Regions from separate parts of the Mus musculus genome. Here all the other regions are linked to region 2. The links are chromatin contacts, called in public promoter capture Hi-C maps. All regions are on one chromosome and are shown on one strand. The core of a region is the stretch at or near the end of the contact, and the rest is flanking DNA. Distances in the headings are between cores, read along the strand shown. Region 1 holds the start of Brf2 (BRF2, RNA polymerase III transcription initiation factor 50kDa subunit). Region 2 holds the start of Htra4 (HtrA serine peptidase 4). Region 3 holds the start of Ckap2 (cytoskeleton associated protein 2).

What was found. Promoter capture Hi-C pulls out the DNA fragments that hold promoters and counts their contacts.
Region 1: a contact with region 2 is called in a promoter capture Hi-C map of liver, with 2.3 times the contacts expected there. The contact joins the promoter of Brf2 here to the promoter of Htra4 in region 2. A contact is called at or near these places in 1 of 39 promoter capture datasets (liver) and 1 of 9 other capture datasets (liver).
Region 3: a contact with region 2 is called in a promoter capture Hi-C map of liver, with 2.9 times the contacts expected there. The contact joins the promoter of Ckap2 here to the promoter of Htra4 in region 2. A contact is called at or near these places in 3 of 39 promoter capture datasets (embryonic stem cells, liver and pre-B cells).

What each region holds. Positions count from the first base shown.
Region 1 is chr8:27,126,980-27,129,951 of GRCm38.p6, reverse strand. Brf2 (BRF2, RNA polymerase III transcription initiation factor 50kDa subunit) reads left to right here and starts at 1,320. Exons shown (of 4, transcript NM_025686.2): 1 at 1,320-1,531; 2 at 2,433-2,492. The coding sequence starts at 1,378.
Region 2 is chr8:25,037,402-25,040,411 of GRCm38.p6, reverse strand. It overlaps Htra4 (HtrA serine peptidase 4), which reads left to right and starts at 1,450. Exons shown (of 9, transcript NM_001081187.3): 1 at 1,450-2,021; 2 at 2,374-2,473. The coding sequence starts at 1,538. It overlaps Plekha2 (pleckstrin homology domain-containing, family A (phosphoinositide binding specific) member 2), which reads left to right. Exons shown (of 12, transcript NM_031257.3): 12 at 1-1,268.
Region 3 is chr8:22,184,559-22,187,377 of GRCm38.p6, reverse strand. Ckap2 (cytoskeleton associated protein 2) reads left to right here and starts at 1,559. Exons shown (of 9, transcript NM_001004140.2): 1 at 1,559-1,694. The coding sequence starts at 1,586. Gm29878 (a long non-coding RNA gene) reads right to left here and starts at 1,350. Exons shown (of 2, transcript XR_378798.3): 1 at 1,299-1,350; 2 at 226-293.

The DNA of each region.
Region 1 (2,972 bases), core at 71-2,570, 2.1 Mb before region 2:
TCCAGTTTGCCAAAAGTTGAAGGGGAGAGAGGAGGTGTGTGTGTGTGTGTGTGTGTGTGTATGTGTGTGTTTGAAGGCCAGATGTAGTAGCAAATGTCTTTAATCCTAGCACTCAGAAGGTAGAGAGAGGCAGATTTCTGTGAGTTTAAGACTATCCTGGTATATATAATGAGTTCCAAGACAGCCAGAGATATACAGTGACTCTTGTCTTAAAGTACAAAACAAAACAAAACACCCAAATCAAACCAACAATAAAATCCGACAATTTAAAATGCATTCTTACCAACTCCTAGCCTCCATCAATTCAGAAGATAGCATCTGAAACCCATGGAAAGGGTTTCCCCATATTCTGTAATGTTATTACCAGTGGTCCCTATCGTATGATATATGGCTCTCTTTGTTCTAAATCTAATGCAATCTTCATGTAACCACTTAACAGTTCTATGTGTTATTTGGAGAAACTTGTATCTATCTGTTCCTGGGCTCAAGTCCTCCTTTTTGGCTCTAGCATAAACTCTTGTACATCCTCTTTGAGGAGAGAACTATGGTTTTTCATGCTATTCTCTGAAGATATTTAAATCTACCACTCAAGATTTTAGTTCATCTTATTGTATTTATTTAGAGACATGTTCTTATTAAGTTGCTCTGACTGGACTGAACTCATTATGTACACCAGGCTTGGCTCAATCTCTACCTCCTAAATGCTAGGATTAAAGAAATATGTTGGAAAACAACAACAACAAGAGAGACTTTGAAAGAGAGACGGCAACTTAGTGTGGGGAGGTCCGTAGAGTACAACACAATTTACTGCTCTCTCACTGCAGAGTGATCTATTTTCTACTACGGTCAAACTTAACGTTCCTTACTACATAGAAAGGAAAAAACTGGTTCCACTTTTTTGAAGGGAGTTAAATCAGGCATGGTAATACAAGCCTGTAATCCCAGCATGTAGTAGGCAGAGGCAGGAGGATCAGTATTTTAGGTCAGCCTGGGCTACATAAGCATGATAGGCTAAAAAATAAATTATAAATTGGATAATATATTTTAAAAAATAGTGTTTTGCAGACAACAATTCCACATCTGTGGTTTGTGTCAACTCCCCACGTGGCCTAACCACAAAAACCCAGAGAGCCTGAGAAACAGTTAAATCCAGGAACCTCCCTTTCTAACTCAGGTTTCTACCCGAGTCCACAGAAGGGATCGGAAGTGGCGTACTGCCGAGGGGAGGAGCAAACTGCCAGCCGATTGGCCAGCTGGCCGGAGGAGGATGGTGCATCCGGAATAAGCGCCCCTCCACTTTATTGCCGCTGCCCAGTTACAAGTTCTCTGGGAGTTTGTGCCTGACGGCGGTACCGCAGCCCTGGACCGACCGACGAGATGCCGAACGGAAGCCGCTGCCCGGATTGCGGCTCCTCCGAGCTCGTGGAAGATTCGCATTATTCTCAGAGCCAGCTGGTGTGCTCCGACTGCGGCTGCGTGGTCACCGAAGGGGTCCTAACTACCACCTTTAGCGACGAGGGCAACTTCAGGGGTACTGGTCTTGAACCCGGGGATCGCCAGCCTTGGGCGGTGGAGTCCTTAAACCCAGCTCCCTCTTTCCAGCCTCCTCCCTTTCTTGGCCATGCGCACAGTTAAATGTGAGAGAATTGGGCTTAAGTAAACAGATGAGCTGGAGGAGGGTGCGATCCATCTGATTTCCCAGTACCTACAACGGTGTCTGGCATTGGGTGGGTATATTGGTTGGTGAATGAACGAAACGATAAAGGTTTCATTCGTCTTGTCAGACCTAGTCAGTGTTGAAGGAGTGCCGGTAAATTATTTGAAAATAACAACACGAACCATCATCTCCTAGCAGGTTTTAGCACTAATTGGCAACTTGCTCTCCTCTGCGTTCCACGCCATTGCTCTAGTACAGCGGTTCTCAACCGGTGGGTGGTGACCGCCGTGGTGTCCACAGAATCTTTCACAGGAGTCCCCTAAGACCATCCTGCATATAGGCGGTTTACATTATGATTCATAATGCAATTCATAATTCTCTTTTTTTTCTGTAGCTAATGCAATCTTCGTGTAACCATTACAAAATTACAGTTATGAAGTAGCAACGAAAATAATGTTAAGGTTGGGGGTCACCACAACGTGAGGAACTGTATTAAAGGGTGGCAGCATTAGGAAGGTTGAGAACCACTGCTCTAGCCCTTGGCTAATGCAGCCCTCAAAAGTGAATGTATCAGAGAAATTATTGGAAAATCAGAATTGCCAGTGCAGCTTTTAAAAATACAGTTCTGTCCTATTACTTTTACATAGATGGGTATCTTCTCTGAGGTAGAAGTAGATACACAGTCATTTGAAATCTCCCTGGCCTTATGCAGTCAGAGGGCAAGGAGGAGGTGAACGAAGGCCAGCTGGGTAATTTGTTGTTTGCTATTTTACAGAAGTGACATATTCTCGAAGCACTGGGGAAAACGAACAAGTTAGTCGCTGCCAGCAACGAGGTGAGAATCAAACTTTTTTCCCCCTTAAATTTCAGCTTTGCTTTTATTTATGTCACTGTTTAATGTTTTGATATTATGTGTATGGGTGTTCTTACTGCATGTATGTGTGTGTGTGCAGCATGTGCATGCCTGGTGCCCATGGAGTTAGAAGAGGGGGTTGGATCATCTGGAATTGCAGTTATAGATGGTCGTGAGCAGCCCTGTGGATGCTGGGAAGCAAACCCCAGGTCGTCTACAAGAGCAATAGTGCCTTTTAACTGCTGAGCCATCTCTCCAGCCCAGAGCATCAACCTTTTTTTTTCTTTTCTTTTCTTTTTTAAATATATTTTTTTATTACGTATTTTCCTCAATTACATTTCTAATGCTATCCCAAAAGTCCCCCATACCCTCCCCTCAACTCCCCTACCCACCCATTCCGGAGCATCAACCTTTTATGACACCGTGGCCTTAAAGACTTTTTTGTTTTGTTTTTGTTTTTCA
Region 2 (3,010 bases), core at 201-2,700:
CTAACCAGCCCATACATGAGACTTGCAAGTTAGAACATTGTTAATAGCGGTGCCCAGAAAATATAATTATCTTTGTGAAGCCTCAAAACATTTAAAGTCTCAATTCTTGTTTCAGAATTCCCCTTCTGTCTGTATTTACACACATACACACACCCTTTAAATTTGTTTTTTGCTAGAGTCTTGCTACGGAGTCCAGGCTGGCTTTGAACTGATAATCCTCCTGCCTCAGCCTCCTGAGTGCTTGGATTACAAGTCTATGCCACCATATCCAGCCTAGGACAGTATTTTAATGTGAGCCAAAGATGGTGCATAAACCTTTAGTTTTCAAGGTGTGATGGCGTGTGGGTTTGTGGTTAAGCATAGATTGTGGATAAATCCGAAGGGATTTCTGGATTATAAAAGATACTGCATTTCCTGTGTGGAATAAAAGCAGTCTCTGGGGTTGGGTCCTTCTATAAAGCTTCGAAGGTATTGTTCTCTGTAGCTGAAGTATGTCCTATCCATTACTCTTCAATGCTTTGGTGGACTTGCTTACTCGGGTCAGGTGATAATCAGGGGAAAAAAAAAAAAAAGAAGCGTGTGTTTTTCATTCTCCGAACCACACCGAGGATATGGGAGACCGCAAACTAAAGTGGCACCTCTGGTCAAAGTGGCGGAGTGACAGCTCTACTTCCAAGTAGAAGGCTGCCCCTCCGGGAAGATTTAAGGTCCATCGTCCTAGTTTACTGGAAGCAAACTGGTTTGGTTTGGTTTTCCCCTTTCTACACAGGACTTATATGACCCTCTGAGTAAGCAGTGGACTGGTAATTGAGCGGTAGACTTGATACTTGTTTTCAGTGTCAACCAAATAAACAGCTATCTGGTAGCAGACGGCAGTGTTTTTGAAATTAGGCTTCCCATGTCGCCTGTTTAACCTCCTCCCCCACCCCCACCCCCCAAAATCTGTTTTCCTCAGTCCCTCGTTCTCTCTCTGTGTTATTGCCTGCCTGAGTCAATTATAGTCACTTATACCAGGTAGGCGTTGAATCAAGTGAATATTTGGCAAAAACACACAGTGTGACTGCTGGGCCCTCTGTTTATGAAGGTGTGGCATGCCCCGTTTGAGCCAGTGTTTGAGCCGTGAAACACCTCCTGCAAGCACTGAGCTTAGTGCATGGAAACTCCAGCTTCTTACGTTGTGTGAGCTCCTAATTGGTATGTAGCAAAACGTCATTTTCTAAAAACTGGTTGGTTGCTTGTTTTGTAATAAAAACATGTGAAATAGGAAATCTGGTTGTGTGTTTTCCTGGTCAGATCTCGTGGCCGTGGGTGGGTGGTCACGTTTCTCCCTTGCCCCAAGACTGGTTTTTGAGTGGACCCCTCCCTTCATGGCTTTGGGGTGGGTGGCCCTTGTCCTGGGATGGCATGGGTGGTGGGTGATATATGGGTGTGTGTGTGTAGAAGTGAGCCAGACTCTGACCTTTATAAAGTCCGAAGGCTGGCTGAGGCAGCATCCAGGCCAGGAAAAACAGTCGAATCGACGAGGTCAGGGAGCAAGATGAGCTTCCAGCGGTTGTGGGCTGTGCGAACACAGTTTCTCCTGCTGTGGTTGCTGCTACCAGCCGTGCCTGTTCCGTGGGCCGAGGCCAGGAGGTCCAGAGTCTCGCTGCCCTGTCCCGATGCCTGCGATCCCACGCGCTGCCCGACTCTGCCTACCTGCTCGGCCGGCTTGGCGCCGGTTCCCGATCGCTGCGGCTGCTGCCGAGTGTGCGCCGCGGCCGAGGGCCAGGAGTGTGGCGGGGCGCGGGGCCGGCCGTGCGCCCCAAGGCTGCGCTGCGGCGCCCCGTTCTCCCGGGATCCCTCGGGGGGCGCGTGGCTGGGCACCTGCGGCTGCGCGGAGGGTGCTGAGGATGCGGTAGTGTGCGGCAGCGATGGGCGCACCTACCCCAGCCTATGTGCGCTCCGCAAGGAGAACCGAGCCGCTCGCCAGCGGGGCGCGCTCCCGGCTGTGCCAGTGCAGAAGGGTGCCTGCGAGGAAGCAGGTGAGCGGGGCGCGGGCGAATCTCCTGACACTTCTCTTACTTTTCAGAGGGAGATGAAGTGAGTGCTCTAACTTCGCTCGCTCGCGAATTCAGTGGGCCTTCCTTCGCCATCTCTAGGGATTCAACCTGTTGTGGTTGTTCCTGGTGTTCTTGCCTGGTTAATTTTGGTCTCTTTACTGGCTGCCACTGGGCTTCCCTTTCTCCTTTTCTTCCCTCTGGTAGGACAGGGAGGGTCCTTTCATCTCCTGGTCTGGAGAACCTTCAGAGAAAGAGGGACGGGGAGATGCTGGGGAATTTTGAGATGCGACACCTGCATCCAGGGACGCACTCACCGTGGACCGTTTATTCACAGGGACCACAAGAGCAGGGCGGCTCCGGAGAAAGTACAACTTCATCGCCGCAGTGGTGGAGAAGGTGGCGCCGTCTGTGGTCCACTTGCAGCTGTTCCGCAGGTAAAGGTCCCATCTAGGATCAACTACCTCACCTGCTGGTTGCCAGATTTCTGACCATTAAAACCGCTGTGAGGAAACACAGATTCAAAGAGTTGGCTGGGGTGTAGGTGGGCAGTAGAATTCCGCAAAGCCTGCAGGAGACCTGACTTGCTAAGAGTTATTTCGCTAAAGAGCAAAGAGCCAAGCGCAAGGATTCTGGCTTCTAAATTGAAGCTACAGCAGTGCGTATTGGTGACTGGTGTTTCTTTCTCCCCGGTATCCCACAGCAAAACTAAAGGCTGACTGTAGGAGCTAGTAGTGAGCATTTGGTGGGCTTGTTTAGCCTTAGCACTCGCTTGCATGCAAGGAAACCCAAATGGAGAGCAAACTTAGTTTGTTCTGAGTCACAACGCCAGTTGGTAGTGGGAACTAAGAGCTAGATTCTGAGGCTGTGGCAGTAGTGTGAGCACAGGGTTAGCACCAGGTTTGGCCTGTTCGCTGCAGATGACAGACACACAGGTTCCCACACTGATCTAAAGGAGGAGACACCATCCTGGA
Region 3 (2,819 bases), core at 310-2,809, 2.9 Mb after region 2:
TAAGGTCTGAGGTGGGGGTTGGGATAGGGGCAAGGGGTGGCTATTTAATGGGTTACAGATAGCTCAAGATAGGTTGTATCTGGGCCCTGGTCCTGCAACATCCCAAGCTCTCCACAACCTTTGAGGTTCCAATCAGTTAATCAGTTTGAAGATGTAGCTTTTTTCCTAGAAATATGTTTCACACATGTCATTTTTCTGAGGGAGTACAGCAATGAACCACCACTGTTAGCATGTCTGGGTTTTATGTTGGTGACATGTTTAAATGATGGGCGTCAAAGGTTAAGGCAGCATGCCTAAAAAGACAAACATAGACAAATTGTTCAACAGGAGTTGGTTTTGTTAGCATTCTGTCTAAGCTCCGCCCCACAGTTACCTGGCAATAGCCAGGCTTGCCTGACTCACTATGAGAGGGGCTGCTTGCTACCTCTGCCCTCTTCCCTCCTTTGCTCTCTCTTGTCTTCTTGCTCCTGCTCTGTCCTCTCACCCCTACTCCCCCTTGTCTACATGTGCTCTCAGCCAGCCTCTATTCCTCAACTCTCTCTGCCTTTCTCTGTCTCTAATACCCTTTTAACTCCCTTCCCCATTCCCTGAGTAAACTCTATTCTATACTATACCCATGGGCCTGCGGGGGCACCCCATACCTGACTACACATCCACCAAAACATATTCCTTCTTTCCTTTATCTTTTTATAACACACAATAGGTTTAACTTCACAGAATTATATCCTGCCTTGAAAGAGCAGAGGGTTATATCCTCAGTTTTCTTTTTCTTCTGTCTCCTACACTTGTTTGCATTTCACAAATGCATATATAAATGCACAGAAAGGGCTGGGCATAGAGTTGTAATCTTAGCACTCAGGAGGTCAAGGAAGACTGCAAGTGAGTTCTAGGCCAGCCTGTGCTACGTAGCAAGATTTTCAATAAAATAACAGCACAAAGGTAGATCTCAACTTAAGATTTTGTTTGCAAAGTCGGGCAAGTGGTGGCACACGCCTTTAATCCCAGCATTTGGGAGACAGAGGCAGGTGGATTTCTGAGTTCGAGGCCAGCCTGGTCTACAGAGTGAGTCCCAGGGCAGCCAGTGCTATACAGAGAAACCCTGTCTTGAAAAACCGAAAAAAGAAAAAAAAAAAAAAAGGTTTTGTTTGCAAGCTGTGCAAACACGAGACACCTAACATCTGAGCTCATCATCTCGCTTGCGAGGTATAATCGCAACCTAATTCTGTTAAGCAGCTCCAAAGATCATTCGGGAACTTGTCCTCAGGGAAAGCAATGAGCCTTATCCCTAAGGAGCGCACCAGCATTTGACAGGTGCAGTCACTGCGGTCCTTTGGCTTCCTCTGGGCTGTGTCTGAAGACATGTCCTGACTTGTCAAGCCTGGTCCTGCTATATCCTGAGGATTCAACAAGCCCGCTCCAACGGCGTCATCCATCCAGTTGGGAGAGCTTTGTTCGATTTTGAAATTTCTCGCCGGCTGCCAAGTCTCTGGATTCTGGGACGGCCCCGCCCCTCGCCTGGGCCCCGCCCCTCCGCGCTCATTGGTCCGTTCAATCCACGCCGGCGCCGAGGCGCGCTCATTAAGCGATGGCAGAGTCCAGGAAACGCTTCCTTGGCAGGGCTGCGAGGAATCCCTTGCCGGTGACCCGGGACCTGCAGCTGCCCCCGACCAGGCGAGACCAGCCGGCCTTCCGAGGTGAGCGATGGCACGGGGCCTCGGCCGCTAACTCTCTCTGAGAGCCCAGGCCGCTGCCGAGGGTAGCGCGTGGCTCGGCTCCTGCCGGGGCCAGCGGTTTATCTTCGGGGTCTGAGGGCGGGGGCGGGGCTGCCCGGACCCCCGACTGCGCCTGCGCGCGCGCTCGCTAGCTCCCGGGTTCTCCTATCTCTGTGCTTGGAACGTGGAGGTGAGGCTGGGACTGTTTGCATGATGTCCTGGACGTTTTGGAAAAATGGAGTTGAATGGTCTGCAGCAAGAATGTGGAAAACTTATGTAAGTTGGTCAGAATTTGGCGACTGGTATCAGATCTCTCTACACAGTTGTTTCTGGAACCCTATATTGAAATGTGTTCCCTGCAATTTTCACTCGATTAGGACATTTGATGCTATTTATTTATTTATTTATTTATTTGGGAGGATGAACCTCAGAGCTTTGTATACGCTAGGCAAGTATTCTATCATTGAGCACAAGCTAGAGTCCTGAGAGGAGGGAACCTAAACTGAGAAGATGTTTCCACAAGATCAGGCAGGCTGTAGGCCAGCCTGTAGGGCATCTTCTTAATTAGAGATTGATGGGAGAGGGAGGGCCCCGCCCATTGTGGGCGGTGCCACCCCTGGGCTAGTGGTCTTGAGTGCTATTTAAAAACAAAAACAAACAAACCAGGCAGAGCAAGCCTTGTAGCTACACTTCTTCATGGCACCAAGTTCCTGCCCTAACTGCTTTTGATGATGAGCTAACTGTACTATGGAGATATTAGTAAATGAACCCATTCTTCCCCAAGTTGCCTTTGGTGAGAGTGTTTTCATCACAGTAATAGTAAGCCTAAAACAGCACCTTGCATGTAATTTCTGATTCATGGGATCATTTGTCTAAATTGAGAAATCTCCTATTGTGTTGTTATAGGAATAATCTCTTTTCCCAGGGAGGAGACACTCCACACCCTTAGTGGTTACTCTTTAAAGCTCTTTAGTAGAAGTTGTTCGCTCTGGCTAGCACCCAAGGAAGAGCCAGCCCTGAATACGAGACTTCATTGGCTTTTTAAACACTTTAGACTGGTGCTTTCTTGTCGCTTTGGTTTTTGTTGTTGTTTTGAGACAGGGTTTC